Linked DNA regions of Mus musculus: regions 1, 2, 3 and 5 are each linked to region 4. The links are chromatin contacts, called in public Hi-C and HiChIP or PLAC-seq maps. All regions are on one chromosome and are shown on one strand. The core of a region is the stretch at or near the end of the contact, and the rest is flanking DNA. Distances in the headings are between cores, read along the strand shown.

What was found. HiChIP or PLAC-seq counts read pairs in DNA pulled down with a chosen protein or histone mark. Hi-C and Micro-C count contacts between places; a contact is called where the count stands out from the background.
Region 1: a BATF HiChIP or PLAC-seq map of CD8 T cells shows a contact between it and region 4, with 9 read pairs. The contact joins two enhancer-like sites. A contact is called at or near these places in 1 of 15 datasets of contacts at CTCF or cohesin (the NIH/3T3 cell line), 10 of 484 Hi-C or Micro-C datasets (the AML12 cell line, cerebral cortex, embryonic stem cells and 3 more) and 3 of 115 datasets of contacts at active chromatin or transcription factors (CD8 T cells, embryonic stem cells and pancreatic cancer cells).
Region 2: a contact with region 4 is called in a CTCF HiChIP or PLAC-seq map of the NIH/3T3 cell line, with 8 read pairs. The contact joins two enhancer-like sites. A contact is called at or near these places in 2 of 15 datasets of contacts at CTCF or cohesin (both in the NIH/3T3 cell line), 8 of 484 Hi-C or Micro-C datasets (B cells, the C2C12 cell line, Sertoli cells and 3 more), 4 of 115 datasets of contacts at active chromatin or transcription factors (CD8 T cells, the NIH/3T3 cell line, fibro-adipogenic progenitors and 1 more) and 1 of 9 other capture datasets (embryonic trunk).
Region 3: a Hi-C map of bone marrow-derived macrophages shows a contact between it and region 4, with 18 read pairs. The contact joins two enhancer-like sites. A contact is called at or near these places in 1 of 15 datasets of contacts at CTCF or cohesin (the NIH/3T3 cell line), 5 of 484 Hi-C or Micro-C datasets (the HPC-5 cell line, bone marrow-derived macrophages, nephron progenitors and 2 more) and 1 of 9 other capture datasets (embryonic stem cells).
Region 5: a Hi-C map of bone marrow-derived macrophages shows a contact between it and region 4, with 15 read pairs. The contact joins two enhancer-like sites. A contact is called at or near these places in 1 of 15 datasets of contacts at CTCF or cohesin (the NIH/3T3 cell line), 3 of 484 Hi-C or Micro-C datasets (the C2C12 cell line, bone marrow-derived macrophages and liver) and 1 of 115 datasets of contacts at active chromatin or transcription factors (embryonic stem cells).

Annotation. Positions count from the first base shown.
Region 1 is chr4:95,269,173-95,271,872 of GRCm38.p6, reverse strand. No RefSeq gene overlaps it. Among named protein-coding and RNA genes, the nearest start is that of Gm32240, 63 kb to the right of the region's middle. Within about 2 kb of position 1,257, at least 35 of the 459 cell types and tissues checked have an H3K27ac peak or open chromatin away from gene starts, as enhancers often do. A contact at or near this core is called in CD8 T cells, where this site is marked.
Region 2 is chr4:95,317,957-95,320,656 of GRCm38.p6, reverse strand. No RefSeq gene overlaps it. Among named protein-coding and RNA genes, the nearest start is that of Gm32240, 110 kb to the right of the region's middle. RefSeq lists an enhancer at 1,923-2,700. Within about 2 kb of position 1,311, at least 109 of the 459 cell types and tissues checked have an H3K27ac peak or open chromatin away from gene starts, as enhancers often do. A contact at or near this core is called in the C2C12 cell line, the NIH/3T3 cell line and fibro-adipogenic progenitors, where this site is marked.
Region 3 is chr4:95,438,638-95,441,337 of GRCm38.p6, reverse strand. No RefSeq gene overlaps it. Among named protein-coding and RNA genes, the nearest start is that of Gm12707, 46 kb to the left of the region's middle. Within about 2 kb of position 1,292, at least 25 of the 459 cell types and tissues checked have an H3K27ac peak or open chromatin away from gene starts, as enhancers often do. A contact at or near this core is called in bone marrow-derived macrophages, where this site is marked.
Region 4 is chr4:95,000,252-95,002,951 of GRCm38.p6, reverse strand. All of the region lies in intron 2 of Gm12694 (a long non-coding RNA gene), which reads right to left. Among named protein-coding and RNA genes, the nearest start is that of Gm12694, 22 kb to the right of the region's middle. Within about 2 kb of position 1,366, at least 67 of the 459 cell types and tissues checked have an H3K27ac peak or open chromatin away from gene starts, as enhancers often do. A contact at or near this core is called in the C2C12 cell line, CD8 T cells, the NIH/3T3 cell line and 2 more, where this site is marked.
Region 5 is chr4:95,389,445-95,392,144 of GRCm38.p6, reverse strand. No RefSeq gene overlaps it. Among named protein-coding and RNA genes, the nearest start is that of Gm12707, 95 kb to the left of the region's middle. Within about 2 kb of position 1,419, at least 47 of the 459 cell types and tissues checked have an H3K27ac peak or open chromatin away from gene starts, as enhancers often do. A contact at or near this core is called in bone marrow-derived macrophages, where this site is marked.

The sequences.
Region 1 (2,700 bases), core at 8-2,507, 270 kb before region 4:
CCGGCTGTCCTGGAGAATCACCCACCTTTGCAATTTCCAACAATGTGAGGTGGTGAAATTCCAGAACTCAAAGACTCAGTATTTAGCAACACAAGAGTCTTTCACACCCTGTTTCCATTTACCCTAGAGATTTCACTATGGGTGTTCTTACAGATTCTTCCAAGCCTAACAAAGGATATCCTCATGACCAAGAGCAAAGAACAGATCAGTTTGGGAGTTTCAAAGCAGGGGATTGAATTCTAACTTTGTTCCTCACTAGCTGTGTGATTTCTATAAGAGGCTTACATGGTGTTGACTTAGCATCTATGTGCCTGCCTCAGTTTCTTCAAGGTGAAAATGGTCCACAAGTCATGGGGCTGTGGTAAGAAGTAAATAAAAAATAAACCAGAAGTTTCAAGCACACAGTAGTTATTCAGTAGCGGTCATCAGTACCAGACAAGTTCTCAACATATTTATCAGCTAGAAAAAGGTTGGTTCGATATGATCCAGAAGTGTATTTCCCAAACTTACAGGGACAGGGTGAGTCTGAGAAAGACAACAGTTGTGTTGTGAAGTGGAGTTGCTGGATCATGCATGGTAATCCTATTTTTTCCCCAATGCTCTTCATGCTGTTTTGTACAGAAGTCAGAACCATTTCATATTCCCTACATTAATGCACAAGAACTCCAACTTTTACCAGGACTTGTTATTCTGTCTTCTTTCATTTCCTCTTCTTTCCCCATCCTTCCTTTCCATCTTTCCTCCCTCCATCCTTCCCTCCCACCTGCCTCCTCTCCTTCCCTTTCTTCCACCTTTATTTCCTTCACCTTTCCTGGTGGTAGTTATGATGATTAATCTTCAGTGTTAATTTGAGGTGATTGGGTTTAGAATCATCTAGGAGACATCTCTAAGAATGTCCTTGAAGCTGTTTCCAGAAAGGTTTAACAGAGGAGGGAAGATCAACCCTGAATGTGGATGTTAACACCCAACAGGGTGGGGTTTCCAACTGAATCAAAAGGGGAAAGAGAGAAAGCCAGCTGAGAAAGTATCACCTCCTCCTTCCACTGACTGGTACCTGATGGGGATGCAGTGTGACCAACTGTCTCTTGTGTCTGCTGCCATACATTCCCTGCCATGAGCTTAAAAGGCCTCCCTTAAGTGGCTTTTTGTCAGGCATTGTGTTACAGCAATGAGACAAGAGCTAATACAGTGGCTACCCTGAAGGACATGCTACAGTAGTATCTTTTTGTGGTGTCTAACAGGCAATTTGGGGATTCGTACTATTATCAGATCTAAACAGGAAGTTGGTCAAGGCATGCACAGAAACTCCAGTTCCTTTCTGCCAGGAAGGGAGAGAAAAAAAATGTGAAGTGAGTTAACCTCCTATGAACATCACTTCTTTCATTCCTTGCCTCCTCCCCAAGGTGAATATAATTAACCCATTCTGGTTGAGAAGCCAAGGTTTGCAGGGTTCACTGACTTGTCTCATGGTTACAGGGCTAATATGGTTGCGACACAATAGATGAGAGATATGTTTAGACTCCTTTCTCTGCCACCATTTTTACGAGATTGTTTGTTTTAAAACTTAACTGAGCAGTAGAAATTGTTAAATAACTCTGGATACTGAGAGCAAAACAAGAAAGCTGGAAAGTAATAATATAACATCTAATGTCAGCATCTTTACTTATATAAAATGAAACTTTAACCATGCCCCTTGGAAACACACAATACAGGAGAAAATGGATATAATTGAATGTACTGGGATACAGGGAAAGCTGGCTTTTGGCTAGTGTTTAACCTACACATGTCATGTCATCCAACCCCACAGGCAGAGGCTGTGGGAAACTCCACTTTCAGAAAACACTGTAGAGATCTTGCCATGCCTAGAAGCAGAGCTGAGTGTCATAGAAGGGTTAGCCAGCCTGCCCTGCTTGTGGCAAAGTCACAGGAAGCATCAGTAAACCAACTCTTCTGTAGATTTCATGATCCCCTTCCTGTTCTCTCTTCCTCTCTCACTACTGGCTTAGGTCCCATTTTCCAGAGAAAACTGAAAATTTCTATACAACAAATGCCATCATAAACAAACAAAAGATGCAACCTGAGTGGGCAGATAGTTGCCAAAATTATCAATTAATCTAGCTCAGAAGTACACATTTGTCTGACATAGGTTTAATGCCACTGCCAAAATAAAAAACCTTGCAGTAAAACTATATAAAGATTTAGTAAAAGGATCAATTAAAAAAAAAAAAAGGAGGGAGCCATCTTGTGTCCCAGGTCCCTCAGAGACCAGTCTGCACAGGTGAGAGTGCAGACTGCAGAAGCCACACAGCTTCTGGGACAGACCCCTGGGCTCCAGACACCGGGGCACCTTCCCCACCAGGGAAGTGGCCGCCTGGAAGGGCTCTGACCACCAGAGCAGGTGAGGGAGCCATCTTGTGTCCTGGGTACCTCACAGACCAGTCTGTGCAGGTGAGTGTGCACACTGCAGAGGCAACACATCTTCTGGGACAGGCCCTGTTTCAGGCCTTCATCTTCAGTCAGGAGGCAGGTCTGAACGCCAGACCTCTGTGCACCTTCCCTGCAAGAGGAGAGCTTGCCTGCAGAGAGCACACTGACCACTGAGACTCAGGAGAGAGCTAGACTACCAAGACTGCTGACAGAGGCTAACAGAATCACAGCAGGAACAAGCTCCAGCCAGAGACAACTATAACAACTAAATCC
Region 2 (2,700 bases), core at 62-2,561, 320 kb before region 4:
TTGTCTTTATTGATGATTAATGAGGGAGGGCTCTGCTCAGTGGAGCCAGTGCAGTCCCTGGGCTGGTGGTCCCAGGATTAAATAAAGCATGCTGAGCAAGCCACTAAGAAGCCCTCCTCCATGCTTTCGGCTTCAGTTCTTACTTCCAGGCTCTTGCCTTGTGTTCCAGTCCTGACTTTTGTTACATCTCAAGCCCAGAACAAAAGGCTAAAGTGCCTACCCAATATATCAAAGCAAACCTGGCCACCAGGCTCTCCCTATATCCCTCATCCAGTACCTGGTACAAGTTATGGCTGCCATATCCTTCCATCTAACCTAAGCCCTAGCCCTTCCCCCCAGCTGCTCTTTCCTATATAATTCAATCTTTTAGTTACCTCGACTTTTCATTTACCCTTTACCTTCTTGGCCTCTTGGTCTTGATCTCCCCTCCCCACACCTTCTCTCCATGTGGCCTGGCCCAGGTCATAACTACTCTGGAATCTCCCAGATGTCCCTGTTCCTGGCTATGTCTCCCTTTTATCTATAATAAACTTTCTCCTCTGCCATACCTAGGTGTAGTCATGTCCTTTCCCTTTTTTATTTTTTTATTTTTTATTTTTCTATTCAACTCCCTTTGACAATGGGCTGTGACATGGAACTGTAACCTTGAAATAAATTATTTCCTGCCCAAGTTACTTTCAGTTACGACATTTTATTACATCAATAGAAACCCTAACTAAGACAGCAGAGATGCCCTGCAAAGTAGACTCCCCTCCTCTCCCAGGACTCAGGCCTCTCTGCCCTTCAGTGGATAGAGAGGTCATCTATCAAATCTCATGGACAGTCTTCAGTTTGGCCTGTTCTTGTCCACCTGAGATATTGCACAGCAGTGATCTCCCTTGGAGGTATACTGCCCAGAGTGAAGCTAGCAAAATTGTCAAAAAGTTTGATGAGAGGTAGGGAGAGGGAAAAGGAGAAGGGAAGGGAGAAGCAAAGGAATTTGAGTCATATTTTCTATTGGTACTAATAGCAGAAGTCAAGCATTACTATTCCAATTACAAGGGTTGAGTGACTTGTTCAGGACACAGAGCCATCTCGAAGGGGAAGCTCAGGACAGACAGATAGATCCAGAACTCAAACTCCAGGCTTGATTGCAAGCCGAATCTCTTCATAGCACCACATTGCCAGGCTGGTGTTCTCTAAGGGCCAGGTACAGATGAAGATGGCTAGTGCTGGGAGAGTAGGCACAGTGGTCTCCCACTACAAGGAAGGGCTAGCTAGGTAGCAGGCAAGAAAGGCATCCTTGTCTACAGTGTTGACGGGGCCTTTACAGTCCAGTCAGTGCTTACTCATCCTCCAGCTGGGAAGGGATGCACTCCTCCCCCAGAGGGTCAGATAAGGGTGAGAAAGTTTCTGTAGAATTGGTCTGAAGAAGAATCGGGAACCTGGAAACACTAGCCTGATTGGTACCGTGCAAGTCTAGGCTTGGATCCCAGCCCTGCCTGTGACCCTGAGCTAGTTCATGAACTTGTCTGTTTTCAGTTTGCTGATAATCCTATCCGCCTTGACAAACTTTCCTGTCCCCTCTCTCATTCCTTTTCAGGACGGCCGTGTTGTACCCAGGAGTAATCTTTAACAAATGTGAAACTAATAAGTCAGGACTCGTACACTACTGAATTAGTTTTCAGTAAATAAACCCCATTCATTTCTCATTGAACTTGAGACTAAATCCTCCATCATTCTGTGATCTCCTGTGTCTCAAGTGACCTGTTCCCTCTCTACTTCTCTACCTCACAACCCACTTCACAGACATTCTTCCAGCCCTACTGTCTCAGAGCACCCCTCCCCCACTCAAAGAGCCTTCATGTCCCAAAGCTTTCTCCTTTGCCAGCCCCTCCTTTCTCCTGGTGAGTGCTAATCATTTGCATGTCTCAGCTTCTCCTCTGAAAAGCAAACTGCCTCACACACTATTGAAACTCAATCACTGCTTTGCAGTTTCTTGCTACTCTGTATTTTCTTTCAAAGTATGAAGCAACACTTGCAGCCATGCATCTGAGCGTGTGATTCCTTGATCATGGTTATCTCCATAAGCTGTCAATCCTTTGAGAACAAGGTGTGAGCCTCGTTTGATCCATTCTGTCTAACTTGGAGCCATTCCAGTGCCCCGTTTATATTAGTTTACAAGCTCAAGAGATGCATGGGATATTGAACACTGGTGGCTGAAGGATATGTTAAGAATATTGAGGACCTTTAGGAGATCTTTGCAGCTCTGTCCCTGCTGTTACCCCCTCAATGGATATAGTCAGACTATAGTTCTCAGAAGTGGGTACAGCTCCTCCTTCCCCCCATTAAGAAATTCTGACACGGACCCTTAGGGGTTCACTGAAAGCAGTCACTGTGCCTGTGGAGCCAAGCTGAGCAGATCAGATGGCAGACCCTAGTACCCAGGGGATCAGGAATAACCTAGCAGGGAGTTTGGAAGGTGCTGGAGAGCCAGCCCCTTGGGTCTCATCAGACTGAGCCCTCCCTGTCTCTCCCGCCCCCTGCAGAAAGCTGCTCTGCCTGGTCCAATGCCAACTGGGCTGCTGCTTGTTTTGTTGTATGTGCTGCTAGGCAACTGGCCTGTTTTTGCTTATTTACCTCCCCTGGGCCATTTCACAACACTTAGTAATAGGCCTTGCTCTCTCTGGTGCACATCTGGTTTACATTAGCCTGTCAGAG
Region 3 (2,700 bases), core at 43-2,542, 440 kb before region 4:
AGGCTTGTCTCAGGTTTGAGAATCTCTAGATTCCTGTGTGTGTACATTGTGAGCATGCATCTTCCTGCCTGCCCAAGTCACAGTCTTTAACCACTCTCCAGCTTGTAGATAGTTGTATCAGTTCTACTTTGGAGGTTTTATGAATAAGACTTCTATGAACATTTGTACACAAGAATATTCATGTACAAGAATGTGTATGTTTTCATTCCTCTTGGGTAAGTGTCTTGAAAAGGATTTGTTGAGTCATAGAGTAACCCTATTTGAATCATTTGAGGAACTGTCAGATCAATTTCCATAGAGGCTGTACCATTTTTTGCTTTACAACCAGAGTGTGAATGTTCCAACTTCTCTATATCACCCTCAACATTTATTAGTGTTTTTTACGTTCTGACTACATAAGGACAAGGAGTAACATCTCCTTGTGGTTTTACTTATATTTCTATGATGACTCATGCTATAGAGCATATTTCCCAGTTTTTATTGTTCTTTTTCAGATGACTTTTGCAGAAATATCTATTCAGATAATTTTTCATTTTTTAAACTTTTATTTGTCTTTTTGTTATCAAGATATAACAATTATTTATAGATTGCACATATAAAAATATTATTGTAGATACACATGAATAAATGCTTCCTCTGCTTCCTGGGTTTTTCTCTCTGTGTCCTGTTCTCACTCCCCTTTTCCCCATCCCTTGACAAGTTCTCACTATGTGTCACAGGCTGGTTTCCTACAGTTCTTTGTGTAGGTTTAGGGTCATGAGGGATTTTCCCCATCCATTTCGGCATGTCTATTGGTGCAGTCATGTTTGTAAGGCTTTACCGGTGTAGCTTCTGGCATTATAGAAGACACGATATCAAAGCAAGTTTCCTGATCCTCTGGCTCTTTCAGGTTTTCAATCCCCTCTTCAAAAACGTTCTCTGATCCTTACCACCTCATTCGCTCACAGGTGAATATCCACTTGCTTCAGCACCAATTTTTAAAATATTTAAATCACTTGAATTATTTGAACTCCCTTATGAAAAATCAGTTCACCACCACCACCACCAGTTACTTTAAAGTAAATCTTAGGAATTACATGGATTTGCTGTTTCTATATAGACTTGTATTGCTAGATGTCAATGCCCCATTGTTTAATCTAACTTTTCTTTGATCCTATGAGCCACCCATGTTCCAGTGTTCATTTTAAGAGAAAGTGACACTGAATCCTGTGGAGGTTGAGTGACTGCCTAAGTGGCAGAGGCAGAGGCAAGCTCTGTGCCCTTCCTATTATCTCATCATCCATTGTGGCCAAAGCATGATGTAATATTGTAATGACAAAGGCAGAATGACTCAGGCAGTGGATTCTCTGCCTCACAGGCATCTTTTAACGTGTTGATTTTCTTCAAGGGCTTCACAGTCATCTCTGTCTGACCTTCTCCCAGGATTCTGCTCACCAGGAGATAGAAAAAAATGTGGTCTTTAAACTCACAGAGGAGCACCTGCTCTTAAACCACAGAAAATATGAAGGAGCAAATCAAAACCTTGGGGGTTGGGAAGAAATCTCAGATTCAACAACCCAGATTTTAAAATAGAATTTGGATTTTATTTACTAGAATGAAAATTTGAATCACCTCCAGGAGTAGTCTAACCTCTTATTTCACACACACCAAATGTCTAGTTATTTCCTAGTACTAAAGGGTACCTACAATTGCAATACCAAGGAGGGTAAGGCCAAAGGATTTTAAGTTTTAAAACAATCTGGGCTACACATAGGGAGACACTGTCTAAAAACAGGAAAGAAAATAAAATAAGGAAAGACTAGAGCAGGTGAGAAAGAGAGGGAAGGAGGAAAAAGAGAGATAAGTATATCCTGTATTGGGGAATGTTGGAACTTTTTGTTCCTAGAATCTACTAAGCACAAAACACTGAGAAAATTACTGTCACCAAGCAAAAGGTAATAATCTCATGAGCCATGAGACACTTTGCAGGAATGTGGGTTGGGAGAGAAAAAGGAAATCTCTAAGACCGAGACTTTGCTGAACCTGCTGATAAAGAACAGTGCTTTCAATGCATCCGGAAGGTAACAACCAGTTGAACACCTGCCTCAGAGTCAAGAAACATAGTCCAGGATTGCAGAGTACATGTGAATCTGACTATCTTTTCAATAAGGCAGAAAAGAGATTTGGCTTCAGATCTAACAACAAGATATTGTCTGGGACATAGCAGAAACGGTTCTGAGAGAACAAGTACTTGGCAGAATGAACGCAAGGGACAGCGGTACAGTGCGGGCTAGGGTGGCTTAGGAACAAACAGAAAAGACAGATTCCAAACAAGATGGACAATGGAGGAAAGACCATCAGGCTAGTGCTTCACACCCAGCCTCTTCCTCCACCAGTAGAGTGTTCTTGGGGAAGGTCTTGATAGAAACTTAGTGCAGGCCTAGAATAGAGCTTCACCTAGACCAATACACACATCTGTTTCTTTACCAACTACCTGTGTGATCATAGGTGAACCATTTCCCTTTCCAAGCCATAGCTTCAGGGAACACAACATGCTTCTTTGGGATTCCTTCCTTTCCTTTCTTTAGTCTTTCTTTGGTTTCTATGAGTTCTCATCTCCATTGCTCCTTTCTGGGTACCATTTATGTCATAATGAGGCAATTTTAGACATAAAGGAGATCCTGCTAAGGACCCCGAGGCCAGAGCTTGGAGGGCATAGGG
Region 4 (2,700 bases), core at 117-2,616:
AACACCTCCATAGAGTGTACTAGCACATAAAATGATTAAAGTAAGCCTAGGATACAGTCAATGATTAGTAAGCAGTATCTGTAATCGTACCTCGAAGAACACCACCTGCACTTCACAAGGTATATGTCCTTCCTCCACACCATACACAGAATGCCTTCACCTATTCTGCTTGTGAAATAATAGTAAATTCACGAAACGGGTCTCTGGCATTTTAAGAGTTCTACATTTTCATTCCAATCTTATTTGTGCCATCCTAAGCTACTTCCCAGAGAGTTGGGATTCTTTCTGGATGTGTTCTTTCTGTGCCCGTGCCTTTGGGAAAAGCACACACTGGGCTGTACCATGGACGAGGCGAGATGTGCTTCATACTTCATTCCTCAGGACCCTTTTCAAAGCTGAGAGGATTTATCAAACACCCATCATTAGACAGTGGAAGGTCAAGGACTGGGGCACGGTATTTCTTACCCTTGGCATTACATTCTGGGCACATATCACAGAACCAAGGCAAATGTGCATGTGCAGTAAATGGACAGGAATGTTCTCAAGGAAGAATGAGAGATCTGCCTGACACCAGGCATTCACTGAGTCTCCATACCTGAGGGCAAGAAGGCTGGAGCCAGTTCTCTGCTTACTGGCTCCCGGATTTCTAATGGGTTCTTTAGCTGTTTAATTATGCTCAAATTTGAATCAGTTAAGTAGAAACTGGGATAGAATATCTCTTACAGCAGTCACCTTTACCCAAGAATCTAATTTTATTTAGTGACATTAGATCGCAGCCCCAAAATATTAAGTAGAAAAGTCTACAAAGTCATGTTTTAAGAGTATTTATAGTATTTTTATATTTGTTCTATCTTATTAGTAGTATCACTAATCTCTCTGTATACCTAATTTATAGGAACATACACAGAGGAACATAATGTATAGGAAGAAACATAGCACACACAGGGTCCAGTACTGCCTGTGGTAATGGGTATCCAGAAGGGTTCTGGGATCAGGTATCATGCTTGTTTTGAGATTGAGATAAAATAGCATGTGTGGATTATTTTGCATACAATAAGTGAATAAAAGAAACCATTCCTGAAGAAGTAAGTCTCAGATGCCCTTGGAGAGCACTGTTGAGGAAAGTGAGGAAGTTGTCCCTCCAGAAGATGCTGATCTGAGCCTCTGATCCCTGAGAACCATGAATCTGTTGCTAGTGAGCAGCAAGGCCCTCTTCCAGCTTTAGCGACCTCAGAGCTGATGAAGAGATGATCATTTCCTCCCAGAGTTGTTTTGTTCTCTTTCCAAGACTTAGAGCAACTGCTGGCTCAATAGGAAGCTCTCTGAAGCTGAGTCAACCTTCACTCATCCTAAGAGGTGACTCACACACCAGTGTGTGGTCCACAAATGCTATGGGGGTGGTACCTCTCCAGAGGCTGCTGATGGCCCTGTCTGAGTTGTTTGTGATCACAAACTCCTCATCAGCAGACAGGAGAACAGATGCTCTAATTAAGTTCTCATACCATCGTGTCCCGTCTGTACTCCTACAGAAGCAGAGAGGCAGCCACGGGCTTTATGGAAACATGAACTTGGGAGAAAGGGGGGGGGGGCATTTCTCCCATTCTCTGACCTTCTTTTGAAGTCTGGCTACGAGTCAGAATGAGATGTGGAAGACCTGAAAACTTGTATTAATCATGTTGTGGTAAAGAGAATATGATCATATGACAGGGAATTTTGGAAGTTGGGGCAATTTCAGGGAGGCAATCTTGTATTGCCTCAAGCTTCACATCACGATAACATTTTATGAAGGTTTAAAAATGATTAACTTATTGTTTTTCTGCTTCTGCCAATATACAAATACTTTATGGGCACTAGACCTTATTCCTCACTTTTACTAGGTTTGCCCTGTGAAGTCTGGCACAAGCCATGTAGTAAAAAAGTTGAGTCTGAATCTGAGTCTTAATTTTCTTTCAAAAAACCACAAGGATGCTCTAACCCTGGATAATGTACTCAAATCGGGGTCTGAGGCCAGAGGTGGTCTGTAGTTGTCAGCATCTTGTTATCAGTGACCTGCAGAAAGTGACCATTGGGAGCTTCCATAACAGCCGCCTTTTGCCAGAAATTTTTTTTGTATTTTTATGAGTATTAATTAGTAGTAGCATTTTTAAGATTTAATTAAAATGTCATCACAGTCTGAGAACCATTAATGCTGTCATCCCATACAGATGTGCTCCAGCCTGTAATTATTAAAGTGCATGTTGTTTTATTTTAATACCTTCCTCAGGTTTTTCTTTTATTATCATATTTCAGCCTCATTTGTGTCACATGATCTCCATTTTGTTATTCTTATTCATTTTTCAGTGCTGAGCACACAGGACCCTAGAGCCTGTGCATGTGAGCCAAGGACTCTACAAAATGCTGTGAACAGACAGACTCAGCCCTAGGATTTAGTGGACATGCTATGAGTTTCAATCAGAATCGCAGAAGCACAGTCCTGGGAAATCCCATCCTCCCACTGTGTGGCAGGTCCCTTGCTCTGCTCTGGTTCTACAGTGAGAACACTCCCAGCATGAGCCTCTCATTGAAAGCAGCTTCCCCCATCTAGTGAGGTGCTGTGGTTTGAATGAGGAGAGTCCCCACAGTCTGGTGCCACAGGACCTTTGAGAAGTGAGTCCCTGGAGGCAGTCCTTGAGGCTTTATGACATGGCCCTGCTTCCTGGT
Region 5 (2,700 bases), core at 170-2,669, 390 kb before region 4:
CAGAAGCTAACATTTGAATTTTGTGAACCGGACAATCCTTTAGCCTAGACTACTACCATCACCTTTGTCACCACCATCTCCAGCACCATCACCTCCACCACCACCAATGCCCCCATCACCACCTCCATCATTGCTTCCTCCACCACCATTACCAACCCTACCACTTCCATCACCTCCACCTTTACCACTATCTCTACAAATACCATTTCCACCACCACCTCCACTTTCCCCTCCACTACTGCCACCGTTATCCACCACAGCCATCACTTCTGCCTTTACTGCCACATCAACCACCACCCCTTCCATTGTCACCATTACCACCTCTTCCACCGTTATCATTACCTCCACCTCCACCACCATTACCCCACTGCTGACTCTTGCAAAGCTGCTACTAACTGTAGTAGGTAGTTTGGCATGGAGTTACAGACTGCTGGATATCAGTAATGTCAGGTAATGCCTTAAGGCTGGTGTTCCAGACAGCATCTTCTAACCCACAGTGCAAGATCACAAATCCTCCTTCCCCCCCCACCCCCACCCCCCAACAGTGATCATTGCTTTTAACCTCATATTTTTTACTTTTGGCTTGCTCATGACACCAGAAAGTTTTATGAATATCCCAGAAAGCACAAATTGCTCTGCAAGTCTTTAGACTGCAGGATGAAGCTGTCACAAAGTGGTCAATGCCAGTGCTCTCTCTGACTCTAAAGCCACAGAACTGCTTAAAGAAAAGTCTAGGAGCAGCAAGTGGCAAAGCTTCCCCCTAGGCTCACAGATCTACTCAAGAAATGAAGACCAAGCCAAGAACTCAGCTCACTGGAGCTAACACCAGCAGTGAACATAAGGCTTAAAGTGAGCAAAGCCTCCAGAACCCTTGTCTTTGCTGATAACTGCTTATAACATGATCTGGTTATTTTTCTCCCCAAACTGGCATACTCCTTTTAATTCCTTCCTGCAGTGTGAATATAGACAGAAAGGTCTGACTACTTTAAATTCACCCTCTAGTTACCAGTCTTTCAGAGGCATGGTTGTCCATCTAAACTTCCTTGTGGTTTCATAAATATAAATGTGCTCTGTAGGCTTCTGTTCAATTGTGAGTTTCCCCAAGTATGGAAGATATGCTAGTTTCCAGCAAACATGGAAGTGGTCCCTTAAAACTCTTAGGTACAGTAGTTACTTACTATTGGTTTAATACAGCTTGCCTCTTAATGTAAACATTCAAACCTTAACACAGTCCTCTGTAAAGGTTGAAGGCTACCCTCATCTTGCAAATGGAAATATACTGAGACATGGCCAGCACAACTGTAGACTATGAATCAAGAAGCCCAAGGTCAAAATGACTGTGTCTCACTGTTCTATTTCAGCAAACACTTTCTGTGTGTCAGGACTAGGCTCTGGGGATGACAGTGAACTCAAGCCCACCCCATAGAGCTAGCATTTCACTTCCCATTTTTTTCATGAGGGTTTGTGGTACTTCCCTTATCCACTGTCTTTTAAAGTGTTCCCACTAAATTGGCTTTAAAACAATACTATGAGGGACAACATAATGATTTACAAATTTATATCCCAGTCTGTTCCATGAGTCACATTTCACAGAACATCAATTAGAAAGCTCAGAGGTATGAAATTTCATTCACGTTCTTGGTTTCTATGGCTAAATCACGTCCAGAAAGGGTGTGAAAATTCACATTCCCATGGGTTCCAGGAAATATCCATTTTACCACCTTCACCCAAACCAAATTCTTCTCATGTAATCCTTACCTACTGAATAGTTGTCGAGTTCATAGACTGGTAGTAACGCTAACTTTATTTCATTTAGATAAAACGAGTTACAATGATTTAACATAGAATAGCTGCTTTTATATGCCATGCATCTCTTTAGACTCATAAAGAAATCAAGACCTCTTTCTAAGTGCCTAGGAATAGCCCTATTAAGGTGTCCATGTTTATCTGAAAAGCACAACTGATGTTAATGCTGCGCACTGATGTCAGTGTCCTTCCTCAGGGAGGACCCTCAGCATCCTTAGCCCTGTACAAAACATCGCCATGCTGGAACAGCATTAGCGCTGGTTCACAGTGGACTCATTTGTGTGCAACCTCTCTTACTCTCCCTTCTTAGGATACACAGAGAACATTTGCTGTGCCTCTGTCAAGATAATTATTGCTAGATCTCAAGCAGCCCAGATATCCAGAAATGAGCTCAAGCTGGACTGTTGGAGGATTCCTGGTGGTTAAATAAAAGCCAACATTCCTCAGAAACTTGTGAAACCAGTTCCCGGCTGCCAAAAGGAAACATTCCCCTCCTGGCAACTATTAGCATATCAAAGCTCATGCTGGCCCCCAGGCTCCCTCAGTATCAGAACCTGTTAGAGATTTCATGGTCCACACTAGCATCCTGCCCACCCCTCCCTACAGCTACTTATCCATGATTAGCCCACACCACTCTATCTCTATGCTCCCTTGCTCGATCACTCTTGCCACTCTCTACCCACAGTCTTCTTTCCTCTTGCTCTCTAGATGTGCACTTTTCTCTCTCTTACTACCTTGCTATCTCCACTATTCTCACCTGCCTCTTCACCCCCACCCCCCAACTTTCCTATATCTGATCAAGAACAGTCTCTCTCTCTCTGCTCTGAACTTTTCCAGATACCTCTGGATATTTTCTCTCCCCTACCCACAACAAAAACCTTTTCCTCAATGGGG